Linked DNA regions of Rattus norvegicus: region 1 is linked to region 2. A link is a contact called in public Hi-C data. All regions are on one chromosome and are shown on one strand. Each heading gives the region's core, a stretch centred on a gene start, on an enhancer-like site or on the middle of the called end of the contact. The rest is flanking DNA. Distances are from core to core; before and after follow the strand shown. Region 1 has its middle 210 kb from the start of Plekhg7. Region 2 has its middle 15 kb from the start of Plekhg7.

Region 1 (6,976 bases), core at 3,484-5,983, 200 kb after region 2:
ACAGAATCCAGGGAATAAGGAACACAGGAGGTCTGTACTGACCCTCAGAATGTCTCCGGGGAACTCCCCAATGGACTCTGTTATTCTCAGTCTCTGCCTCTCAAGAACCCTTAGTTGAATTGAGATTAAGAACCCTGTTAAGACAACTTCCTGTCCTTTTCATCCCCAAACAATGGAACATTTGGGAAGTTTTCCTTCACTTAGGTTTGATTAGACTCCGTCCTAAATTGTGAGGTGTATAAGCTGTGGAGAGGTGGGCATCCAGAAATTGTGTTAGCTAAGAAGCATTGACTCTTGACTTGGGCCTGTAAATACTCACAAGCTGAATGAAGTCCGGCTTCTTTGCCCTCATTTGGGGTCTGGCTTCTTTACTTCAGTGGAAGGCACAGTGGTACGTTACTGTCCATAAATTGTGTCATCTTGGATTCCAGGAAGATCAGTCCTCGTGGGACAAACACCCACTGCTCAGAAGAAGAATGTTGTTTGTGAGGGTGAGATAAACAGATTAGCAAAATAACATAGGGCACAAGATGTTTTATGTACTCCCTGAGAAGGCACGGTAACCAATCAGTGAATTGTTCTTATCTTTGACGTCTCAAAGCAAATAGCACACATGCAGAGACATCTGGCTTTCATTTCTGTGTAAGAGGCAGGAATAAGTTAAATATAAATGTATATATCGTCCAAACATAGAAACGTTTCTGTATCAAATAGCTCATGGAATAAGGTAATGATCACCCCAAGTATTTAATACATAAAGTGAAGCTGGTTCTCCCAAAACAGTCATAAATATTAATCTAGGGAACAAGGACTTCATTTAACTCTTGAATATACTAAAATACAGAAGTATTTGGCACATGGCATTGTTAGTATTTTGTCTAAGCTCCGTCGTACACTTACCTGCCAACAGCCAGGTGTGCCTGGCTCACTATAAAAGGGTCTGCTTGCCCCCTCTCTTGTTCTTCCCTTCTTGTTCCCACTCTCTCTCCATCTCTCCGCATGCTCATGCCTGACTTCTACTCCTCTTCTCTCTCTCTCTCTCTCTCTCTCTCTCTCTCTCTCTCTCTGCCTCTATTATCCTCTCAACTCTTCTCCCCATGCCCTGAATAAACTCTATTCTATACTATACCTTACAGTGGCTGGTCCCTCTGGGAAAAGGGATGCCTCAGCATGGGCCTGCAGAGGTAACCCTTTCCCCACACCTCACTTCATATCCATAAAACAAATACCTCTCTCTTTATCTTTATATAAATGCATCAGGCATTAATATCACTCCACTAGGAAGACAGTCATCTCATGACATTTATCCATATACGCGCGCGTGTGCGCACACACACACACACACACATTTTTTTCTTTGAGACAAAGCTATGCTACATAGCCCAGGCTAGACTCCAATCCATGATCCTACAAATTCAACCTCCACAGTGCCGAGGTTCTAAGCCTGTGCCTCCACGCCTGTCTGGGCAAAAAAAAAAAAAAAAAAAAAAAAAAAAAAAAAAAAAGAATACGTCTTATTAAATTGTGTGGAATAAGGCAAATTCTCTTCTCTATTTGTCTCCAATTCCTAATCTGAGAAGAAAACACTTGACTCCTAGCTTGTGTTCCTTACTGCCATTAAAGACATCACCTGCAGAGACAGCTTGTCAGAGGGGGTGTGCCCTCCGCAAGTGGCTACCTGCCACCCTACTAATAGACCCAGCAATGACTGGGGTGTTGGCTTCATAGATGCCCTTGGCCTCAGAATAATGATGCTGTAGAATCCTCTGGTAGATGCCTCTTCCCTCAGGTGAAACTGTTCTGTGCTGAGCAGCTTTTGATGGAGTGGCCGTGAACTAATCCTGAGACGATCCAGTGCTGAGGCAGCTGTTGCCGACTCCCTTCCACTCCTCCAGTCCCCCTAAGGAATGTTGCTGAGTTTCAGAGATCACAGACATTCAGACATCAGCAAAATACCTTTTCTTCTCATCTTGTTAAGAATCTCAACCATCCCTATGGGTCTTGAGATGGACTGTCAGAGAGAGAGAGAGAGAGAGAGAGAGAGAGAGAGAGAGAGAGAGAGAGAGAGATACTCTGAGCCTGGCCACTCACGCTGCTTTGAAGATGGCTGGTGAGATGAGCTCCTGAGAGATTGTCTCTGTTTATTTTCTCCTGAGGCAAGGCCTTTGCTGACAGCAGTTCCAGGTACCAGATAGCCCGTCATCATAGGCTGTCCTGCTTTGCTGTGATAAAACTGCATCGCCAGAAACAATTTGGAGAGGGAAGAATTTATTTTCTCTTATACTTCCAGATTACAGACCACTGTTGAGGGAAGCCGAGGCAGGGCAGGAATCTGGAAGCGGGAACTGAAGAGGAGACCATAAAGGAGTGCTGCTCACTTGCTCCCAGTGGCTTGCTCGGCCTGCTTTCATAGACATCTCAAGACCACCTGCCCAGGGAGGATGCCACCCACGATGGGATGAACCATACCAATCACGAATCAAGAAAATGTCCTCAGAGACGTACCCACAGGCTAATCTGATGGAGATGACTCCTCAGTTGAACTTTCTTCATCACGGATTAATTTGTGTCATATTGACAAAAGAATTTACCACCACATGGGCCATGCCCACTTCTCTTAAGCCATATGAGCTGAATTTAAAGGTAGAGGGATTTATTTATTTATTTATTTACACCCCAAGTGCTTCTCCCTTCTCCTTCCCCTTCAACTCTGAGAGGGCAGCCCTTTTTCCCTACTTCCTTGGGGCATCAAGTCTCTGAAGGATTAGGCCCACCCTCTCCCACTGCAGCCAGGCAAGGCAGCACTCTGCTACCTATGCGATGGGGGCCTCCGGCCAGCCTGTGTATGCTCTTTGTTTGGTAGCTCAGTCTCTGGGAGCACCCAGGGCACCAGGTTAGTTAGCACTGTTGGTTTTCCTGTGAGGTTGCCATCTCCTTCAGGGCCTTCAACCCTTCCCCTAACTCTTCCATTCATATCCTTGACCTCTTTCTGTCCAATGTTTGGGTGTGGGTATCAGACAGGGGAATTCTTAAAAAAAAAAAAAGAAAAGAAAAGAAAAATGCAAGTCCTTGTCAGCTAAATTCCCCTAAGTGGCAGGCAGGAAGACATATACCATTTGAATCTTAAAGTCAGCACAAAAGATTACGAATACATGGCATATCAAGAGTGTTGTTTACTTTGAAAACTACATTAATTTTAAATTATGTGTATGCGTGTGTGCCTTCGGATGCGCATGTGTACATAAGTGTAGAAGCCCATCAAGGTCAGAAGAGAGTATTGGGTCCTCTGGAATTATAGGCGGTTGTGAGCTATCTGAGTTTTAGGAATCAAACTCTGCTACTCTGGAAGGAAGAACTCTTAACCACTGGTTTATTGCTCCTGCCCCTTATTTGATTTCAAAACAAAACAAAACAAGTACATAAGTGGGGCTGGAGAATTGGCTCAATGGTTAGGATTTGGTGTTCTCCCAGAGGACCTGGGTTCTATTCCCAGGAGCCACAAGGTGGCTCATAAAGGGGTTCCAATGCGCTCTTTTGACACCCCCCCTCCCGCAGTCAACAAGCACATGAACCCGTGCAAGCAAAACACCCACACACGTCAAGTAAAAGAAATAAATCTCCAAAATAAAAAAAGTAAAAATCTCTTTTAATCAAAGCCTATTTAGGAAATTGCCCCTGCCCAACAGGTTTAGTATATCAGTAAACAGCTAGCCACCCGGCCGGTTTCACTGCTTGCAGAACAAGTATTTCAAATAGAGACCTCAAAACAAACACCAAGCTGTTTGTGTCTCCTGTCCTTTGGTCTTAAACTCTTCAAAGAGAACATAAAAGGACAAACCGTTCATCCCGATTATCACCTGGGTTCAGAACTGAGCAACCAAAGATAATGTTTCTAGCGGACAGATGGCCCTGACAATGAAAAGGATGGGGGCGAGGTGGGGGGGCGCACGGGAAAATAACAGATAAACATTGTTTTCCGTATAGGCAAATAGACGGGCAGATGAAACAGAGGGGCGGCCTGGGAACAAGGCTGCACCTTCCCCTGCAGGAATCTGGTAGCTGGGCTCTGCAAACGTGCTCCTGTGCGTGAGCCCAGGCAGGCTAGCCTCTCAGACAGCAAAACAACATCTTTGTGGGAGCGCGCGCGCGCGCGCGCGCACACACACACACACACACACACACACACACGTTTCTGGAACTTGACAATACTCGTGAATGATAACCAGAAATGAAAGGAGGAAAGAAGACTGGAGCAATGTTTGCTTTATTCCGACTTGCCCCTTCAGGGCAGTCAGCGCTTGGCTTCCCCTCTCCACTGTGAAGACTGGGAGACTTGACACTTGCCCGCAGACCCCATGGGGAGACGTCATTTGAATGCTTGCTGCAGAACAGTGCCTGGCACTGTCAGCTTTTGTTTACTTGCCTGAATTGTGAAGATTGCAGCTGTTTCTTTCAGTTAAAAAGCAGTAGGAGAGTGTACCAACCACTCTCACATAGCCCCTCCCCCAAATGTTTGTGGAGCCCAACAGCTGTCTTCGCAAATCCCGTCATTCAGGATTGGACTGGACCTCCATCAGGAGGAACGGGGGTGGGGGTGGGGGGTGCCTATGCTGTGATTGTTGGCTGGCTCAGACTGGCAGGTCATAAAGTACTTTGTGTAGGGCCTACCTCACTTGGCCAGCTCACCCAGGGACTGGCTAGGGCCGTAGGGAGTGGAGAGGGGGAAGCAAAACCATTTATAGGACAAGGGGAATTTGAACAGGCATTGCCTCCTCTTTCTTACGCATACAGATCTGTGTGGTGATGAAGCCTGAATCCTCCAGTTTTAAGAACTGGAAGAGATAGGAACAATCTTATCCAGCAGTTTCAAATCATTTCTAGCAGCTGAAGGTTTTGTTTTGTTTCCCTCCGTCTTAGACCGGGGCTATTATGTGATAAATAAATAAATAAAAAATACCTGCAGAGAAAGGGAGGAATGCAGATGGCCAAGTGGACTGGGTATAGGAACACCAAGTTAGATAGCAAGTAAAATTAGTTCTGGGAACAGTAGGGGGAATGGAAACTGGAAAAGCCTACATGTAGCAAGGGGATTTCCACAGTTGCCCTCTATATACTGCTGCCTTTGTCAGGCATGGACTTGCTCACTCCATCAATATTTATTAAGTGCTTACTCATTCTTGGCTACTGTTTTAGCCATGCAGGGAACAGTCAAGACCTCTGTTCTCCTAGCATTTATAAAGACAGGGAAGGAGAAACGTTACAGAATGTGTACATTGGTAGGTTGTGATCTGCTCCAAGAGGAAAAGGAAAAGAGAGTAGGTATAGGGCCAGTTAGGAAAAGAGGGGACGCCAGCTCAGATCCGTGTTTAAAAGAGCTCCTTAAATCAGAGGGCTAAACTACAGAGAAGGCATGCGAGCATGGAGTTGGGGTGAGTGGATTATCCAGTTCTTCGGAAAAAGATGGGCGGCTTTATTTCCTAAAACCATCTTATTCTCAATGATCAGCAACCACTTCAACTGTTTGTTGTTTGTGTTGTTGTTGTGAGCCAGGGTTATGCTACGGACGTATGCCCTGAAACTCACTCTGTAGACCAGGCTGGCTTCCAATTCATAGAGATCTGACTGCCTCTGCCTCCTGAGGGCTGGGACTAAAGGTGTGCATCACTCAGCCCAGCTCAAACCTTTCAAAAAAAACTCCAGGCCCTCCTTGTAGTCGCCCACAGATAGGCTCCTGGTTTGCATAGTACTCTCCAAGCCTCCAGGAAAGGAACTCGACCTTCTTCCACTACCCCTGTATAACTGAGCACAATACGCAGGTTTGTTCTAGTTCAGTCTCCTCTGCCCATCCCGATGAGAGCCAAGAACAGCGAAGACTATCGTCCAAGATCACACAGGGAAATGCTAGAACCCGAACCAAGGCCCCCACTCTCACCCAGCTCCTTTCCTTTTAATTCACCAAAAAAAAAAAAAAAAAGCAAAACCCAAAACAACAAAACGAGTAAGCATTCCGTATCTTCTTCCTGCATGCTTAGGAGTGGAGTGTGCGATAGAATCTTCAGGAGTAGCGCTGACATTAAATCACATAAGTAGAAGTTTCCAGTGAGTACCCTAAGAAAAGCACCTTTAAATTTTCATAGATTTCTGTTGCAATTCGCCTTGCCGATTTCTACACCAGAGTGGAATTCTTTGTTGCTTACAACCTTCATGTCTTCTCCCTGCTGTTTGCAAATGAGTATAATTTAGCTCATTTACTTCTACCCAGTAGATTAAATTCCACTACAGAGGGGTCTGGAACACGGGGGGGGGGGGGGGGGGGGAATCAAGTTGCCAATAAAGAGAACAACAGCCCCACGGGGGGGGGGGGGAATCAAGTTGCCAATAAAGAGAACAACAGCCCCACGCAGTTGCATTTGAATGGCTTAGGTCTGGAAGCATCCTGTTGGTCTGTTTGTATTTGCACAGACGAGCTGGTCATCTCATTTCGGTTCCTTTTCAACTCAAACGTTGGATCAGCCAGGATCTGAGATAAACATCTTGGTTATCTCTGGATGCAGAGGACAGGATGCAATGGGTCTCTTTTGCTAAGTCAAGCAAATTCTTGCTGGTGAATCACCTTGGCATCAAGTTCAGGTACAGATGGGAAGGTTGCATGGCAGAGTGGCTACAGTTTTGTGTTAGTAGTGGACCCTCCTTTGCCCTTTCTTTCTCAAAACTGGCTGCAGCCAGCGTTGGTTGGTCTCTGCCTGTTTTGAAGGGATTTGATTTATGGATCGGCTCCAACACTAAATGTGTATTTATCTTCCAGAACAGGTGCAGACTACCCCTCTGCTATTAACATGCTACACGTTCTCTCATTATTTCTCATGGACAAACAGAACGTAGCTTTTATCCACACTTCGCTTGTTGTTTCAATAAGCCAGTAACGGTTGAGGAATGGTTTACGAGAAAGGATCTGTTTTATATTTAGTTTGTCTTT
Region 2 (7,820 bases), core at 4,648-7,147:
TCACAATAATGAATGAGCTTGTTTGCAATTATACAACAAGTTCCCATTCATTAGCAACCAGAGCGGGATCCCAGCACTGGGACTTTGAATGTGCAGTTTCTTATTTGGTCCAAGGTCGAGCAATTTCAGCAGTCAGCTGTGGTGCTGCCAGCTCAGGTGTCCTGGGAGTGCTTTGATGTTTGCTCGTGCAGGAGGGCTGGATCTCCCTCTCTTGAATATATGAGGCTCAGGGCCTGTCATTTGTTTCGGAGATATGGAGTAACTGTAGACAGAAGTTTCAGCTTTGTCTGAAACTTATGTCACAAGGGAAGAGAATTTTCATATAGCTGCTGGACTTTGGATGACCCAACATTGTTTCCTCTTAGGAGTTGGGCCAAAGGACACTTCTTCACTAAAGCAAACAGGAGTCCTCCATCCACTTCATTCCTCTGACTGTGATCTCCCTTGAAAATAAAGAGTGGCAATTCTGATATTTGAATGTTTTTTTTCTCTCAAAAGCAAAAGTTCATTTATTGTTTTTTGATTACTTAATTACTTATTCTTGTTATTACTGTTGCTTTTGTGAGAGAGGGCACCAGTATGGAGCTTAAGTATGCCTTGAACTTGTGATCCTTCTGCTTCGGCCCCCAAGGACTAGAATTATAGATGCTGCCATGCTTGGCTCAAAAGGAAAATTGACCCCTGCCTTGAAATTGGACATGATTGTTGTTTGTGTAATTGTGTTTGTGTGTTGTGAGGAGTGATGTGGTGTAGTGGGGGACAGTGTGATGGTGTGCAATAGGGGACAGTATGATGGGGTGCAGTGGGGACAGTGGGATGGGTACAGTGGGGACAGTGTGATGGGTGCAGTGGGGACAGTGTGATGGGGTGCAGTGGGGACAGTGTGATGGGTACAGTGGGGGACAGTATGATGGGGTGCAGTGAGGGAACAGTGTGATGGGTGCATTGGGAACAGTTTGATGGGTACAGTGGGGGACAGTGTGATGGGTATGGTGATTGTGAGGAGGCTGACAGTGACAATTTTTTTTGTAGCTATCAGTCAAAGCAGAATCATGTTCTGAGATCCTCTGACATGCCCTTTGACCCAGATGACAAAGGTGTACAGGAGCCCACAGGATACCACGCAGAATCAAGGCAGAGCCAGCAAGCAGCACTGTACTGTTCCATGAGTTTTTACAACTGTCTACCATACAGTGCCTGAATTTCCTACAAAAGAATGTAAAACGAGGATTTCTTTCAGACCTTCATTGTAATGGTTAAATGCATTAAGGACTACAGCACATGAATTTATTTATAGAATATAATTTCATTATACTTAATGGAAACTATATTCCATAATATAATGAAAACTAAATTGCATATATATTACACGCATACATATATGAGTTTGAAATGAATGTGGGCCTTTTATTAAATAATATTTTTCATAAACATCTGGAATTCTATTTAAGAAATTGCAACTATGAACCTTGTTCCACTTAGAGGTAGTCTTGGTTCTCCACAGCCATCTTCACAGAAGGGAGAGACCTCAGCACATCACCATTTCATTTGTTTTCATGTTTCTTCACAAATGGTGAAAATACTAAAGCACAGACAAGGAATATTCACAACGTGGCCAACATTATCAATATGAAATCAGACATTTAAACCATTTCCCGATTAAATAAACCTGGTTGTCAGTGCAGCTCTGTAGGCTTGTCTAGTCGGGCTGGTCTCTATGTTCCTGATAGTGCTTGAATCCATCCACTTTCCTATTCTCTACATCTGCCTCTTCCTCCCTTCTGTCTCATCAAAGGTCCAGGAGGGGCCCCAAGAGCACCTCATCTTCCTCCACCAAAGCTATCCTTGTCCATGCAATGGTCACTTTGAAACTATCCCTGCCTTCACTCTAGCCACCTCTGAACATCCTTCCAGGACTATTTTGGTCCATAAGTCCACATCTCTCTCTCTGAAAGTTCCCAGGAGATGCTTTGGCCTCTATCACTACCTGGAGGTGGGGAAAGTGATGGGAAGAAACACTGGAGCTCAGGGGTGCACACTGACTGCATTCTGTGCTCCAGGTGAAGTTTTGGTTTCTTCAGCCTGGATTGGGACCTTGTCAGTCTCTAACCAGGACCTCCACAGAGCGGTGGTGGCTTCTCTCTGCTCTTGCAAGGTTGCACGCCACCCCAGGCTTGCTCTGGGAGGGAGAGAGCAAAAGAAATCTTAAGTTTGCTTCCTTGAACAATCTTTCCCATCGCCAGTTGGATCTTCAGAGGACATTGTGGAAGCTTTCCCGTCTCCTTATCCAGGTAGATGTGGATCATGGGTTGTCAAGTTCTTTTGTTCATCTCCACAACCCCACAGCCTGCCCTATTGTCCAGTCACATTGTCATTTAATCCTTGCCCACAAGTTTCACAGTTGTCAGAGTCTTCATTCGGATCTACGAGAACATCTAGATTAAGATCTGGTCCTTCACCCAATGGTCCTATTGAAGCCACGCTGGATCTCTACCACCCATTCCATTGTGTCCTCCTGCTGGCCAACCCTAGTCATGGGTCCATGACCAAATCCCTCCCCTCCCCTGCCCCAGTTATCAGGGCCACTCATGCTCCTATTCTTCTTTTGTCTGGAAAATCCTCCAGACTCCTGCCCATAAAGACCCACGATGCTGTGGCTGTCCTGTCAGGATTAACTCTGCTGTGCTCTGATCTCTATATTGATTTGAAGCTACGTTTTAGGGTCCAATCTGGAGAGGGTAAATTAGCGAGAGGCTGCCACCCACAGGTGCATTGTTGACCCCAGCTACTCTGCTATCCACAGCTTCTGGGTTGCTCGTGGGTGTTCTACTGAGAATATCTGAACATGAAGAGGAGTAGTTAGCGTGAGGATAGGATGGGGGTGCTGTGAGTGGCTGCTGCATGGGGTAGCTCCCAGGTGCCTGGGGATAACTGTAGTCACTCTGCTCATATCTCAGACTGTGCTGTACTATCTCTCCCTGTGCATCTCTCTCCCTATGCTAGATTGGAGTTGACTATTCTCAGGGTCTTGTTATCATCCTGAGGTCTTGCATGTATAGTGGCTGTCGTCTCCAGTCCATAGGCTAGGTAAGCAGACTGGGTGGCATACAAGACTAAGCTGCCTAGAAGCCTGGATTGTGGTGACTGGAGCAGTGGTGTCATAAACACCAGCAGCAAACTGGGACAGGTTGGCTGTATGCCTCTGGGCTGTTGAGCAGGATCAGCACAGGAAACTGTCCATACGAAGTCACATATGTAGTCTGCCCATTGGTGACAGTGGTCTGAGCTGAGTACCGTTGACATTAGTAGCTCCTCATAGGTTCCACATTTTGTTGCCCATCTGTCTGGGTGGTCTGGGTGTTTCCACGGATTGGATGAGTGGTGTAAGGACCATAGCCATACTGGGTGACAGCTTAGCTGTAGGTACTGGAACCTGTGGACTACATTTTCTCTCCTAAATGTACTAAAAATCAGCCACCTAAGGAAATCCTATGAGATAGATTTTTGGAATAAATAGATGTTTTTTCTTTAATATATATTATATAAAGATAAAGAGTATATATTTATACATTTTATAAATATATAAAATATAAACAATATATATTTATATAATAGAGTATATACTATATTATTACATAGTTATCGCATACATAAATATTACACACTATATAATTCATTGTATTATACATAATATATTATGTATAATTAATATATATTACAAGTATAGATATTATATAATATATTTTATAAAGGATAATATATATAAAGAATATAATACATTTAATAATAAAGATAATATATAAGAATATAAGAATAAAATTTAGTAACATATTTAATAATAAAGATAATATTTTTAAATATATATTTAAAGATATAAATATATTATATATGTGACATATATCTTATACATGTACATAAAGATATATGTGAAGACATGTAAAATAAAATATATCTTAGATATAATATATCTTTATTATACATGTATTTGCATATGTATTTTTATAGCTTATAGTTGCTAAACCTAACCAGGACTCCAATGCTCTAAATGCTCTCAGGGGCTCTGAGATTTTTATACTTTAGAGGAAGCAGGAATGAGGAAATTTGCTGAGAAGAGGGATATTTAAGGAGAGAGGCAGGGAAAGGGGGAAGTTGTGGGGAATGCCCGTGGTCCCTCTGGTCACAGGGCTGCCTGTAGCCTGGGGAAAGTGCAGCAGATTGTGTCAGTCCTGGAAGGTAGTTATGAGGCTATCACTTAAGTGTAGAGGTGGGGATCAGAGATGGATGAAGCTTACGGTCCCCCAAAGAAGGCTTTTGAAACATTTTGGGGATCCCTCCCTGAATAGCTGGAGATGTTAAAGCTTAGAGCTAAGATCACTGTGGTTCTGAGTATGCGTTACTCAGGTTAGGACCACTCAGATGTCACAGTAAATCTAGACTTGAGAGTTTGTGGTGATCACTAGTATTGAGTTTTTTCTTCATTGAATATAAATCTGTTCATTAGTTCTAAGATTTTGCTTGATTTGAAAGGACTGGATTTTTGGGTCTCGGAAAATGAAGACACAAAATAAAATAACAATATAGGAATATTAATTGTTTTGTCTTGTTTTCTGTTTGTTTTTCAATACAGGGTTTCTCTGTGTAACCCTGGCTGTCCTGGAACTCTCTATGTAGACCAGGCTGGCCTCCAACTCAGAGATCCATCTGCCTCTGCCTCCTGAACACTGGTATTAAAGATGTGCATCGCCACCACTCGGCAGTATTAACCTTGACTATAAATACACTTTCATATTAGAAACACTGAGGCGTGAATTGTTGATAGCTGCATTTTTAGACTCGAGAAGATCAACTTACTATAAAATCACAGAAACTCAACTTGTGAGTTGTGTAGGTAATCAGACTACAGAGTTGCATCCTGTCTGCCTACTTACCCGGTAGGTCTTTGATGTTAAGGTGAGCTTAAAGCTTGTGTTACTTGGAAGAAGGACAAGGTGAGCACTGGGGGACTGCCCTGCCCTGTAGTGTAGTCATGACTGTAACAGTGACTGCTGAAGACTGATGACCATTGGAGACACTGCCTCTGAAGCTTCGGGTATGTTAGCGCGAGTCTGTGAGCTCCGCATCCCTCTGTAACCAGGAGACAAGGGTGGGGTGGGGGGGGGTTCGCAATCCCATTTTACAGACAAGGAAACCACATCTTAGGATTTTGTTGTTACCTATTTTTATTTTCTCCCAGCAGGGTCTCGTGAGCCCATGCTGGCGTCTAACAGACTACCGGGCAGAGAACACCCTTGAACATTACCCTCTTGCTTCCGTGCCCCAGATGCTGGAATTATGGGCCTGCATCACCACACAGCTTTCCAGCTCAGAAGGTTTAAATATCCCACGGCCATAAAGCTTCAAGACAATGGAGACACGATTTGAAACACACAGGTTGACTGATCCGAAGCTCACTCGTCAAGGGCAGGGAAAGGTGAAATGGTTAAGTCTCAAACTAAGGTATAGACAAGGTCAAAATGGCAAGAGTCCTTGCAAGGGATGGGGGCTTGGCATACGGCTGTGTGGCTCCTTTCTTTGCTCCATAATAATAACCAGACACGGCAGGCAGGGAGCACTTTGTGTGCACTGCCTTTTGATGCTAGCAGCAGCCTAGAGGAACTACTATGGTTTCCGTTACACAGACAAGGCAACTGAGGCTGGAAAAACAATCCGTTTGGTAAGTTTCAACGAGCGTCTGTTTGGCTCCGTGTTGAGCTCATGAATGTAGATTATCTTTTGACCAATGTGACTTCTGTTTTCCCTGACATACCAAGGCATCTTTTCAAAAAACTGTGTTTCTCTTTCTGTCCCTGCCCGCCAAGCCCCCTTAGGGTGTGTGTGATCTCTCAGCTTCATTCTCTCGAAGTTCACACTAGAGGAGCCACACGGTGGCAGTGTAACCTCACAGAGTTCAAACATGAGGAAGGAAAAAAAAAAAAAAAAAAAAACCCAAAACCAAAACCCAAAAAACCCACTTGTTTCCACTACACTAGGCAGGCCAGACTCAAGTCTCACAAACAGACATGGATGGGCAGACTGGCTTTAATTAGACTGACCTTAGCATTTTACACTTCCTGGGCACAGACACACAGGATGCATGCTCCACAAGCCAGGTACTCCCAGGAGTAAAGATTCCAGAGACCCCAATGGCAGGGTGGTGATCCATAACATCTGAGAGCCTCCCCATAACATCAAGACCTCCCCAAACCCAGGAAATGCGAGGCCGACTATTTCAAAAATATTTTGTATCTGATTCTCACAAGCTCCTCCCTCTTTTGACTTTCTGCACGAGGTGGGGGGATTGTCTGAAAGAACAAAAGGAGGGAAAGAAAAACAAATTAGGGGAAAGAAAGAGGGTCAGCCTTGGCTTCAGAAGAGCCCAGAAACTCCAAGAACTCTGTGGATACTTGACACTAACCACAGTACCCAATATCCCCGACACACTTCCTTAAGCATGAGAAGACTTAGCCAATGCCTATTTTACAGTCTGTGAGATACTTTGTTACAAATTTATGATGTATCTTTAGGTGCTGTGTGATGGAAGCTGTTTCTCCAGCACTTTGCTTTCTTTCCTCCCAACTAAGAAAAAAAAAGCCTGAGATCCTTCTATATTATAAGAGGGAGGAAGACTTGGCCACTAGGAGAGAAACCAGCAAGTGATCAAGAGAAAAAGATCCTTACCAATCTAGGAATGCAAAAAAACAAGATTCACGAGGCTGATGGGACACAGATATTTTTATTTGTATCTTTCGAAGTCGTTTTGGAGTAGATGGTAACCAGGGAGAAAAATGCTTTTCAAGACAAGTGGCAAGATTCACACTCCTGACTGCTTGTTTTAGGAAGAGTCTTCGGGGCCAGTTGTGTTTTAGAGATTCGTGAAATCCCTCTTCCCAGGTGCCTGAGTCGTCTGCACTTAGGCCAGCATAAGGAGCCTGTATGCTTTTGTTTGAAACCCGGCCAGCTAGTCTCTGGCTTTATTATGACTTTGGCTCCTGCAGCTGTCTCTAACTCACCCATGGGCCACATGCATCATCCCGGGATAACTTAATATGGCTTAGCACAAAATTATGCACTTACTTAAAACATGAGAGTATTTTTTTTAAAAAAAAAATTATGTAGTTCTCAAGAATGAACTTTGTAGGTGAGAAGGTCATGTTGCAAAGTCAAGAGTTTGGACCCATCTCACAAGGCCTGTTCCTCAACCCAAGTTCTCTCATCTGAAAAATGGGGACGATTACAGTAGCTTCTCTATTTTACAGGTTATTGGAAGAATATGTAAAAGACTAGGATCTAGTAGGCCCTTAATAAACACTGACTGTTCTTAACAAATGTGTCCCGTTATGATAGCAAGAGTCCAGATCATGTTAGATACTACTGAACGAACAATGAAGAGAGAGCTGATCTGGTTTGGAGCTCGACAAAAACATGCTCAGGTCTTTTCAGGGCTCTAGCTCTGTGCTTGGATCTCTCGGAGATGAAGGTGATTTCCTTTATACTTATATAGCATACTTGGTGACCAACAGGCCAGTTACAGACAGTAAGAAGGAGGCATTAGCAGGTCCCTGAGGTCAGAGGTCTCTAGTCTTGATGGGTTCCTGAAGAGATGTTTCAACAAATGGCGGCATTCCTTGACAACAGTTTTGACCTGCTGGTTTCCTGTTTCTTCCTGTGTAGAGTGACGCCCATGTCTAAAACGAAGCAACCTACTGCTGTCTTCCTGTCCTTCCCGCACAGAGCTGAGAATGATTACAGAAATCCCTGCGGTGTCTAGACGGTGGCTTTCA

The links. Hi-C and Micro-C count contacts between places; a contact is called where the count stands out from the background.
Region 1: a Hi-C map of psoas muscle shows a contact between it and region 2, with 1.8 times the contacts expected there. The contact joins two enhancer-like sites. A contact is called at or near these places in 3 of 12 Hi-C or Micro-C datasets (hepatocytes, liver and psoas muscle).

Annotation. Positions count from the first base shown.
Region 1 is chr7:32,901,853-32,908,828 of GRCr8, forward strand. No RefSeq gene overlaps it. Among named protein-coding and RNA genes, the nearest start is that of Plekhg7, 210 kb to the left of the region's middle. Within about 2 kb of position 4,734, at least 17 of the 93 cell types and tissues checked have an H3K27ac peak or open chromatin away from gene starts, as enhancers often do.
Region 2 is chr7:32,703,609-32,711,428 of GRCr8, forward strand. It overlaps the pseudogene Ewsr1-ps4. Among named protein-coding and RNA genes, the nearest start is that of Plekhg7, 15 kb to the left of the region's middle. Within about 2 kb of position 5,898, at least 5 of the 93 cell types and tissues checked have an H3K27ac peak or open chromatin away from gene starts, as enhancers often do.